2 separate regions of the Mus musculus genome follow, and region 1 is linked to region 2. The links are chromatin contacts, called in public promoter capture Hi-C maps. All regions are on one chromosome and are shown on one strand. The core of a region is the stretch at or near the end of the contact, and the rest is flanking DNA. Distances in the headings are between cores, read along the strand shown.

Region 1 (5,201 bases), core at 1,907-4,406, 1.0 Mb after region 2:
TTTTTGCATGTGTGTGCCTGTGCTCACGGCATGCATGTGTGTGTGCATGCACGTGTGTGTGCACATACATGCATGTGCGTATGTGTGTATGTTCATGTGTGTGCATGTGTGTCATGTGAGTGCCTGTAAATATGAATAATAGAATGGGTGTGTTCTTATTGCTTTATATAATTCTCTCAGTAATGACTAAGTAAATGCAACTAGAATTATATTTATTACAGTTGGTATTCAAAAATTAAATTTAGAAAGTGGTTAAGGAATTTCCACAAACAAAACCAAATGATGGAGGTTCAGTATGCACAGTGAGCTAGAAAGAACAAAACTGATTAACACATCAGTAAGAGGAATCAAAACCGAGCAAAATAAGTGCTTATTTTATTGAGAATGGTAGACCTTTTTGTGCTTTGCGAAGGTACAATTTAATTTTTTGTGTATGCATGCAAATTTGTATTATATAACTTACAGTAACTTAATTTGTCTTAATATTTGAAGCTCATGGTTCTTTTTAATACTGTTAGTGCCAATAGTGCAAATGAAATCTACCTTCCAAGACAGTTACTTTATTCACTTAAATTTCTTTAACAACAAAAATGATATAGGCTTAAGATCCAGGTCCAAGACAAAGAAAGGCACTTGAAATATAGTAAGTAACACACACACACACAAGGTCATACGAATGACATTCTCAAAAGAGAGAAGTCGAAATTCTGACTTTAGATAACATAGTAGGCTAATACAGAATTTTATTGTCAATCAACATTAAGATGAAAGGAGAATGGCAACCAGATTACTTATGTACGAGAAAGTAAATCAAAACCAACTTCAATCATTAGAGCACTTTGTAATTTGTAGCACATTTTTCATGTGTATTCTAATAGGAAATTCGAATGCTATGAACATTCTCGTAAGAAATATATTAAAATAGAACATATATAATAAATCTTACTATATTTTAATATATATTTTAAGAGTGTGCACACACACACATACACACACAGTCACAAAGTAGCTGGCTGGTTGGCAACATGAATTTTGTGTATCAGCTTGCCCCCATAAAGAAATGCTTTACTCGGCTCTGACATTAACCCTTACACAAGTTGCATATGTATGTATATACTACAACTTTGAATGTAAAACTTCAGGTTACTTCCAGGTGACATGCTTGTTCATGTAATGGGCGGAATAATTCAGTCATAGTCACTTCGACTATACAGAAGAATTATATGACTCACATTGAGGACGGCACGCGTAGCTGGTTATGATCTTTTACAATTTAGAAGATAGGTAAATGACCATCATGAAAGATCTATTTCCTATGTCATAGTGTGGCTATGTCATCTATGTCCAGACACAAACATAATCAACATAAAGTGATATGGGTTTCCTAGGAGGCAGCCACAGAATTTACATACAGGTACGAGTTGTTCTTGCCATTAGCTAAGACCTTGAACATCTTTTAATTGCTACACATATCCCAGGATGTATTTCATTTATTTTAAGTATATAATGTGTTTCAGTCGTTAGGGTCAATCAATTAGTATTAAACTGAATAATATAATTTTTATATTTTAAGATTATGCATTTCTTCATTTATTATATGTTGCTTGTATATGTCCTTGTGTTCTGTATGGTTGACTAAAACTATTGCTGAATTGGAAAGGAGAAATATCTAATTTTATATTGACATAGAAAGAAAGCTTAACCTGTTTTCTTGCTCTTTTTTTTTCTTATAGAGAACACCTGTTCCCAGCGCTGAAGCGTTCCGATGGTTCTTTTAAAGCTGTAGTGTATCTTATTTTCAAGGCATTTGGGAATGAAGGGCAAACTAATGTCTTGTTTTAAGAAACCGCTTAGTCCACCATTGAAGAAATTATCCAGAAATTATTTTCATTTTATGTATAGGGATTTCTTCAAAAAAAATCAAAAAACAAAAAACAAGAGGAAAAGAAAACACCAACAGCAACAACAAAAAAAAGACACATAAAATTAACAGGGAAGTTTGGGGAATTGGCCAGTTTATTTACTTTCAATACACTGATTCTTCCTTTGATGTATTTAGCTCTACTAGTGAAGTTGTTGTCTATTTTGAAAGTGGCTGTAAAAAAAAATAATAATAATAAGTTTGGGTAACCCCCGACTGTAAAATCATGTATCTTTGCAAAGTACATATCTATACTTCATTTTCAAATATATGTGTTTCAGTACTGTAAACTGTACAGATAGCAGCTTGTATTTTGTGTGTTTAGACACAAGGAGACAATCATGTCTGAGCATCTATGGAGATTAACAGTTTGTACACAACACTATGGTTCTGCAAGTTAAAAATCTGGAGCAATAAATTTTAGCTTTAAATATTTTTTGGCCAGTTGTTTTTAGAAGCAGAAACAACACCGGCGGGTGGTTTTCATGCATCTTTGTGTAGAGGCTTGTTGGCTGGTTTGTCAAGACTAAAAGATAATGCCGCATCCAGCAATGACCTTCGGTTGTGTTGATATAAGAGGGAAAGCTACAATGAAGGTTGCAATTAATCTTTTGAGCACTGTATTAGAGTAGTGGTTATGCACTTGCATTGCTTACAAACGAGCTGTACAGAGGGGATACCCCCGGATATTTAGTGTAGTTGACATGTTTGGGTTGCACTGTAAGGGGAGTACGCTGAATAGTTGGAAAATGCAGATTCAGTTCTATCTTTTTTAATTTTTTTTAATTGAAAATGTGTTTTCTAGGCTAACCTTATCAGATCATAGAAAGACAAATTCATGCCTGACACCACTTTTTTCCCCTAGGCATACACAGGTTGTTTAAGCTTTTTTATTCTTTGATTATTATTTTGCTTTGGGGAAGGGTAAGAAAAACAAAAACCAGAGAGTATTCAAAATGTTTGAATTCTGTGTATGACGCTGGATGGGTAGGTTTAAAACAATGCTCAAATGCATTGAAGCCTACTTTAAGGCATGACTGGGCTTATTTTCAAGTTCAAAATAATCAAGCACATTGGTTAAAAGGGAGGCTTTTTTTTTTTGTTTCTTTATCTTCCTTTCCTTAGTCTCTCAGTTGGACCACTATTCTTCCCCAGTCTCTCATGGAACACCCACTGCTTCCCTCCCCTTTCTTACCACTGGAAGCTTTCTTTTCACTGAAGCAAGGCCACAGTGTGAGGAATTTCATAAAAACAAGACAGCCCATCCCCCACTCCCACCTCAGAATGCTTTATAGAACCAGGGCTGCCTCACCCTGTACGAGTTGGTTTGCCTAGAACAGTCTTGCTTCTCAAAGGATGCCCATCCCAATAAGACAACTAGCCTAAAAGAATCAGTTTCAGGAATAAAACATAGTTTAGGAAAGACACAAAGAATAACAAAGTTGCCGCGTCACTTACCTCTTTGTTCTTTATGACCACCAGACAGGTTAGCCAGCTGAATCAAAAGGAAAGCAACAGGAGAGATCGATAAGTCAGCCAAGACTTTAGAGTCTAAAGGGCTTCAAAAGCTGACAGGGGAATATTTTAAAAATTTCATTTTAGATTTGAATGGAAAGAGGGATGACATTTTTTTTTTTCTAAAGGCAGGTCAAATACTACGCCATCATTGGTCATCTGGATGAGAGTATAGTAGGTTTGTAGGACGCAAGTGTAAGGCACCAGTGGGACGAATGTGCCTGGCTAGCATACCAGTGCTTAGTCTGCAGTATGGTCAAGCAGCGTTTGTGAGGAAAATGTATTATGTATTACACCTGCCTATGCTTAAAAAGAGGGATGAACTCATCAAAAGGTAAAATGTGCTGTGTATTACTTTTGAGATAGCATTCTCCTCCGTGTGAATTCCCTAGACTGTTTGAAGCTATAATTTCTGTTTCTGCTGTAGGACCAATGAGAGTTCTATGATTTCTTTATTTCTTTATTGTCCCACTGTCTGTCTGCCTGTCTGTCTGTCTCTTTACAATTTTTACTTTATTATTTTATTTTATTCTTATTTTGGACAATTTGTTAGTGAACTATGAGCACGTGAAAATTTATTTTCACACTTGAATGGGACGCTTCCCTTGCTTATGTTAAGAAAAAAAATGATTATAAATGAAACCAATTTCCTTTCAGACTGTATTAGGCACACAATAAGGACCTCATAGCAATGTATGGAAAGTCAAAAACTCAAGGTGGTATTGCATATCTTGATATATTTTTCTGTTTGTTTGTTTGTTTGTTTTTTGGCTTTTGTTCTAAGACAATGAATTTGTGTATTGTAAATGTGTTGTTTCACATGGCTGTCCATTTATTTTTAAGTAGAGGAATCTGTTTGTTACCATGATGAACAGTGTGGCCTTTTTTCTTTAATTTTTTTTTTTGCATTTTCATTATTAACACTAATTGCTCTTATGCCACACACTTCTTATGTTTCCTCTTAAACTCAGTTTACAAAATGTAGGGTACAGATAGAGTTCTCACTGGTGATGGTGAAGAAATGAGCCTTCTACATTACCTCTAGTTTTCTTTCTCAAGTTTATCTACATACCAACAGCCTGTAGCCTTAGGGCAGTGAAGGGATGCCTGTGTATTTTCTTTATTTCAAAAATGTAAATGAAACATAACTTTTAACAGCGGCTCACTGTGTGTCTCATTTTCCATACCAAGGAAATTTAGAAGTTAGCAATCAGATTGTAGGTCGTATATATACAACTTAAAACTGACATGCCAGACCAGATGTTGCTCAAGCTGCTGGAGAAGTCCACGTACACAAGAGTCCAGTCTTCACGGATGCCATTCCCTGGCAGCATTTGAGGGGAGTACAGGAGAACATGTGGGCCGTTGGCACATAGTGTGTTTTGCAGATGCTCCATCTAGCTATTCCTTAGCACACCAGAAGAATATTATAATGCAGAGCTCTGTCTTTATTGACTTTCAGACTAAAGTGACTTTCTGTTGGACTCCTCTTCTCCTCATACAAACACAGAGGCCCACTCACAAAGTAGTACTGACTCCATCCAGATTACATGAATAGTAAATATCTTCCCCTAATGTATGGGTATGCAAAAACGTCTCCTGTTTTGTTTAACCCCAAACCTTCCATTTCATACTAAGCAATCACAGGGAGTGAGAGACAATGGGCTTGTTATGAATTAACATTAAGTAATCATGAAAGGAATGGAATGTTCCATCCTTTGTCAGAAGCCCTGGTGTGGATGTTGTTCAATTAGTGCTAAAGCAT
Region 2 (5,270 bases), core at 2,551-5,050:
CACTCAGTAGAACGGCAGTGATGAGCTAACTTGACAGGTGCTGTGATGTGATTGTAATGAATGGGAGAAGAGTGGGCTGAGGCATGGTCACTGCTCCAGGAGGCAGAGGCAGGAAGGAGATAGAGCTCCACTAAAATGTAGTCATGATGTGTGCAATTCTGGACATTCATATTGCTGACATGTTTTATTTTAATAAACAATCAAATTTATTGCTGCACGTATGAACTCTCCCAGATGAAGGCACCCCACAGGTCAGACACTGATGATGTCTGCTCACATCCTTTCCCTGCCTGGGCCAGATCGTTCATGTGTTCTATTGAACAGTTACTGTGTACTTGTTTACAGTGTGCTCACCCTGACAATTAACCGCTAAGTCTCTTTCATGGGTGGGTGGGGTGAGAGATTGGAGTGGAAATGAGAGTCAATCAAAAGCAATAAGGAAGAAAAAATATCTCAGATAAAATGCAGTGCCCAGGTAGAAATGCCCGTTTCCCATCTGTATTTTCTTCCTGTGTCCAGCTTATCGTGTCTTAACTACACAGTAACCCCTCCACCCAGTGATTGCTTGGAATCCTTGATCCAGCCCCTACTTCCATCAAGCCACACTTCTGCCTCTGTTCGTTTACCTTACTTTCCCAAGTAGACCATAGGCTTTGAGGAGTGAAATGTGCATGTGTGTTTTAATGACATTAAACTTGTGACTTCTGGCACATGGGCTGATTTTGTTCAACATTAACCCCTAAGACACAACATAGGGCATCTATAGTCATTGCCAATTCACAGAATAATATGTTACAGGAGTAAAGAAACCCAGTGGCAGGTTAGCATCCAACTCTTACAGCACAATGAAAAGTTGTCTACAAGGTCATTAGAATATCATCTTTAGAGATGTTTTCTATTGCACTGATCCTGTAGCTCATATGCAGAGCATCATTTTTTAAAAAAAAATATTATTGCAGTTTAAAGTTCACTCTACTAGAAGTTATTTTCACATAGTAAAAAAAAAAATAAAAACAACAGATAGACTGTCTAGTGTGGATTAAAGACAAGCTCACAGACACTGAGGAAAGATCTGATTTTCAGAACCAAAAAAACTGGCTTCCATTCAGACCTGGATAGAACAGTGAGTTACTCAGAGAACAACACAGCACTAAAAACAACCCATTGACTGAGCCTAGAACCCTAGGAGTACTGGAAATTCCAGCCTTCGAAAGCATTCTGACCTTCAACTGGTTTTGGATCATCTTTCTGGGGCTCTAACCAATCCAGGTCATCTTTTTTTTTTTTTTAACGCCTCAAAGGCTACAAAAATGGAGGCAAAACCTTTACCATTTCAATAAGAGAACTAGGAGTCATCTGACCATCGTCTATTATGGGCATGGAACAAAGCAGACAGCAAGCGCACAGAGCTGACTGCCTTGACCGTTGTGGTGAAAAGACCTTCCATGATGCTGAAGCATCTGCTGTAAACCCGTCCTGAAAGCTCTGCCGGCCATTAGGACTCAGATTTAGGTTTTTCTGGGTTACACCTAAACATGCGTCCCCCTCGGGAGTCCAGCTAAGTTACAGCTCCAGTGTGACCATCTACACTCCCTGGTGATCCCCACCCCCAAGTACTTCTAGGAATGTGGGTGAACTCCGAGACCTTCTATTTTCAGAGACAAAGTCTGGCAGAACAGGGAAGGCTCACAAACCAAATGAAGGGTGCAGGTAGCCCGGGAGCCTCTGCAAAATGGCTAACAACTGACTACTGTATTAGTAAGTTCCGAAATTATTTCCAATTTATTTTGCTGGTGGAAAACCTGAAGCAGTAAGACATTGTATTTGTGAATCTGATGGGAAGAAAAACACCCATTGTTGGAAGTAGTATGACGGGCGTCTGAACGCCTGTACAATGTATCAAAGAACAAACAGAAGCAAAAAAACATAAGGCATATATGTTTGAATGAATATCCAGCTTGACCTGTCTCCTAGTAGGGCACCCACTATTCTTCACATTGAAAATAACTGCTATTGTTATCTATTGAGTATGTAATATCTGCCAGCCAAGGTACTAGAGGTTTGTGTCAGTATCTAATTCAATCCATCACTATATGATAAATATCATTAGTCTTACATTCAAAAGTAGGAAAATTGGGGTGCAGAAATTTAAAGTAATTTTCTCCAAAGTCTTGTATGTAGTAAACTGAAAAATCAGAATTGGAAACCAAGTGCGCATGACTAAGATTTGCATTCCTTCCAACACTGCCTTGAAGGAAGTTAAATTCAAAGATCAAATACCATTTCTCCCTCATTAAAAATAACTTCTTTAAGGAGAAAGACTGACACCGCAATTTAGTGCCAAACCATGAAGGAGTTTTTTAAAAAGTATTATGCCCTAGTTAGAGTTTCAAAACATTTCGTTTAAATGCATTTAAGTTGACTAATTTGCATAGCCAAGACTAAGCTTGCTTCTGGGGAAAGTGTTCTGCTAACAAGTAAGTCCCCTTGGTCTTTTAATGCCATTGCAGTTTTAAAGTCTACAGTGACAAGTCACAGTGGGATGAGGGGAGCTCCTTCACGTTTTGTATACAAAACAGGAGAGACAAGATCTGGAGGCTCCCCGGACAGGTGCAGCGGTGGAGATAAAGCCCTGCTGGCTATCACACTAAAATCAAGTCTTATGGAGCCAATGACCTTTAAGGGGAAAGGGTAGTGGGAAGGAGACGGAAATCCAGGGCCAGAGATGGAAGATGTGTCCTAATAACTGTGCCAGACTATCCTCCCACATCACAAAATAAAGTGGTTATTTTCCTCAGTGGTCAGTCAGCATAACTGTGTGGACCAACTCTGCCCTGTCTGGACTCTATTTAGTCCACTTCAAGGTAACAGTCATTTAAGTGATTTTGGGGAATTCCGTCAGAGGGTCCCACGGACTGTAACATTACTTATGTTTTTTTACAGACGTGATTATACTTTCACATCCCGGGTAACTTCAGCCTCAGTTCAGTACAGTCTCCTAGCTGGATCGCATGGAAGTTGCATCTTGGAGCCACCTACCGGGATAAACTGTCTTTTGTACGTTTTAAATCACAGGTGTACCTGCCCTTCCCCCACTCTAATTTGAGTCGGGGAAGGAGAAGGAACAAGGAAGGCAGAGGGGAAAAAATTACTCTCACTGGAGAAAACTGAAGGGTATTAAGTTCCTGGACAGCCAGGGCTATACAGAGAAACCCTGTCTCGAAAAAAAACAAACAAAACAAAACAAAACAAAACAACAACAACAAAAAAGATTCAGAGGTGGCTCTTTAACCATTTGGGTCATATAAAAATCTTTGTATCTCTGGAATCCCTTTCCACATCTTTCTCTTGTTTTCTAAGAAGGGAAGGTTGGGTTTGATTTTTCTCCTCTGCCTCAAAGGTCTCTGCAAATGGGAGCCAGCCAAAACCTGAGCTGGACGGAGAAGCCACCTGGGGTAGCTGCTTCCTCTTGAGTTTACCTTGTAGTTTCTGGTTGTATTCGGTCCTGTCAGACTGGCTTCTCCTCAAGGAACCAGAGTGGTCCCCAGAAACACTGCTGTCCACCACAGTATCCGTCTTCCTCCTCTCCAGCATATACAGCCTGGATCTCAAGAAAGTCAAGTTCTTCTTCTTGCTTCCCATGGTTTCCTTCCCAGCGGCTTCTCTGGGCTCCATCGGAGGCAAAGAGACAAAGTTCTGAGGTTTGCAGGTGGCTTAAGTGTCTCAGGGCGCACCTCAGCATCTAACTGCCCCCCTTCTAACTACACAGCTTCACTGCAGGGTTACCTGACTGTGACTGCTACCTGGAGTCCCCAGGCTCCGCCCCTCATGAGGTCATATTCTTTTATACCTACAATCCAACAGGGGAAGTTGCCACCTGTTACCCGAGAGACCTGCTGCACTGAGTTAGGCAAAGCAGGGACTCTAATGTCACATGCTACTGAAGCAAACAAAAATCTCATTGTGTGGGGCAAGGACTGGGGGGGGGGGGTGCGCAAGGTGAGACAGGGCTGAGGGAAGGGAAGGACACATTAGCTCAACCCTCAGCCTGCGGGTTGAACGTGTGCCCATGGGCGTGCGCAGGTGCACTCTGTGAACTGTGTTGTGCCCGCCGCTGGGAGCCCTGGGCGACTTTCCTCTGCTCTCCCACCTGTGGCTCTGAAGTCAGTGTGTAGCTATGACAATTTACATCCGCATGACAGTGCAAGACAGGGTGGTTTTTTATTTGGAGCGTGTGCCCTCAAAGCAATGCATCTAATTTCGCCATTGGCAATCATCTGCTACAGTCTGACTGGCTAAATAAACCCTGGTCAGATCTCCTGAGAAGTAAAGATTGACTTTTGAGAGTGATCCCCCCACACACACTGGCTTTATTTATTCTCCTCCAGTTTTTTACTCCCACCCCCCCCCCCCCCCCCGCTGAGAGTCAAAAACTGGAGGAGGATAAATGTCCCCAGAGCCCAGGAACTTGTATTCTCCACAGGCTGCCTTTGCCTGGGCTCCATTTTTTCCTGGTTCCAGTCTTCTTTCATGTCTTGGTCCTTAAGAATAGACGACTCAGTGTTAATTTCTTTAAAAACTTCCTGGTCTGAGGAAAGGGAATGTAAAAGGAGGAGACCAGACTGAAAATGGGGAATTATGAAGAAGGCTCACGAGGCAGAAGCAAGGGCTGAGAGGGAGAAAGGCAAAGGGGAAGGGCCTTTCATTGTTTGAAGTTGTTTTTCCTTGTATTTATTGGGCTCTCCCAAGGGAGAGATCTCAGAAGCTCTGGGAATGTGCTGAGTGTTTTGCGTACACCCTTGTTAAGGAAAAGATACCCCGAAGAGAAAAATAGATTCCCTTCTACAGTAAAGGGACCACCAACTTCCATCTGCCCATTATGAATCTTGCTCAACTCCACCTGGACAAGATTATAATCGAGGAGGAGAAAGACAAAAACCTTTTTTCCCCAGCACAGGATATGTAGGCTAGATGCAATTTGCATAATTACCTTAAGAGATAAATGATAAATACTCACCATAGAGACATCTATATATAGCTTGGCACACTGAATGGCTTTTATTTGAGATAATTGAGAGCTGTTTTTTTTTTTAAACAAGCTCTCCCAAGTATACTGAATAAATACCTTTAAAGAAACTTTTTAAGCTGTAAAATGGTTTATTATTTATTAAAATATCCCACCTGTTTATATATATATTATATTCATATAATGACTATCAGAGCTATACTCTTCAGTATAGTGTTGTAACTGAAAATTTGTACAATTAAAA

The links. Promoter capture Hi-C pulls out the DNA fragments that hold promoters and counts their contacts.
Region 1: a contact with region 2 is called in a promoter capture Hi-C map of stem cell-derived epiblast-like cells, with 2.7 times the contacts expected there. The contact joins the enhancer-like site here to the promoter of Arhgef38 in region 2. A contact is called at or near these places in 4 of 39 promoter capture datasets (embryonic stem cells, liver, pre-B cells and 1 more) and 1 of 115 datasets of contacts at active chromatin or transcription factors (forebrain).

Annotation. Positions count from the first base shown.
Region 1 is chr3:134,256,320-134,261,520 of GRCm38.p6, forward strand. Cxxc4 (CXXC finger 4) reads left to right here. Exons shown (of 4, transcript NM_001004367.4): 4 at 1,734-5,201. The coding sequence ends at 1,778. Among named protein-coding and RNA genes, the nearest start is that of Mir1895, 18 kb to the left of the region's middle. Within about 2 kb of position 3,157, at least 7 of the 459 cell types and tissues checked have an H3K27ac peak or open chromatin away from gene starts, as enhancers often do. A contact at or near this core is called in stem cell-derived epiblast-like cells, where this site is marked.
Region 2 is chr3:133,231,149-133,236,418 of GRCm38.p6, forward strand. It overlaps Arhgef38 (Rho guanine nucleotide exchange factor (GEF) 38), which reads right to left and starts at 3,801. Exons shown (of 14, transcript NM_001368752.1): 1 at 3,480-3,801. The coding sequence starts at 3,675.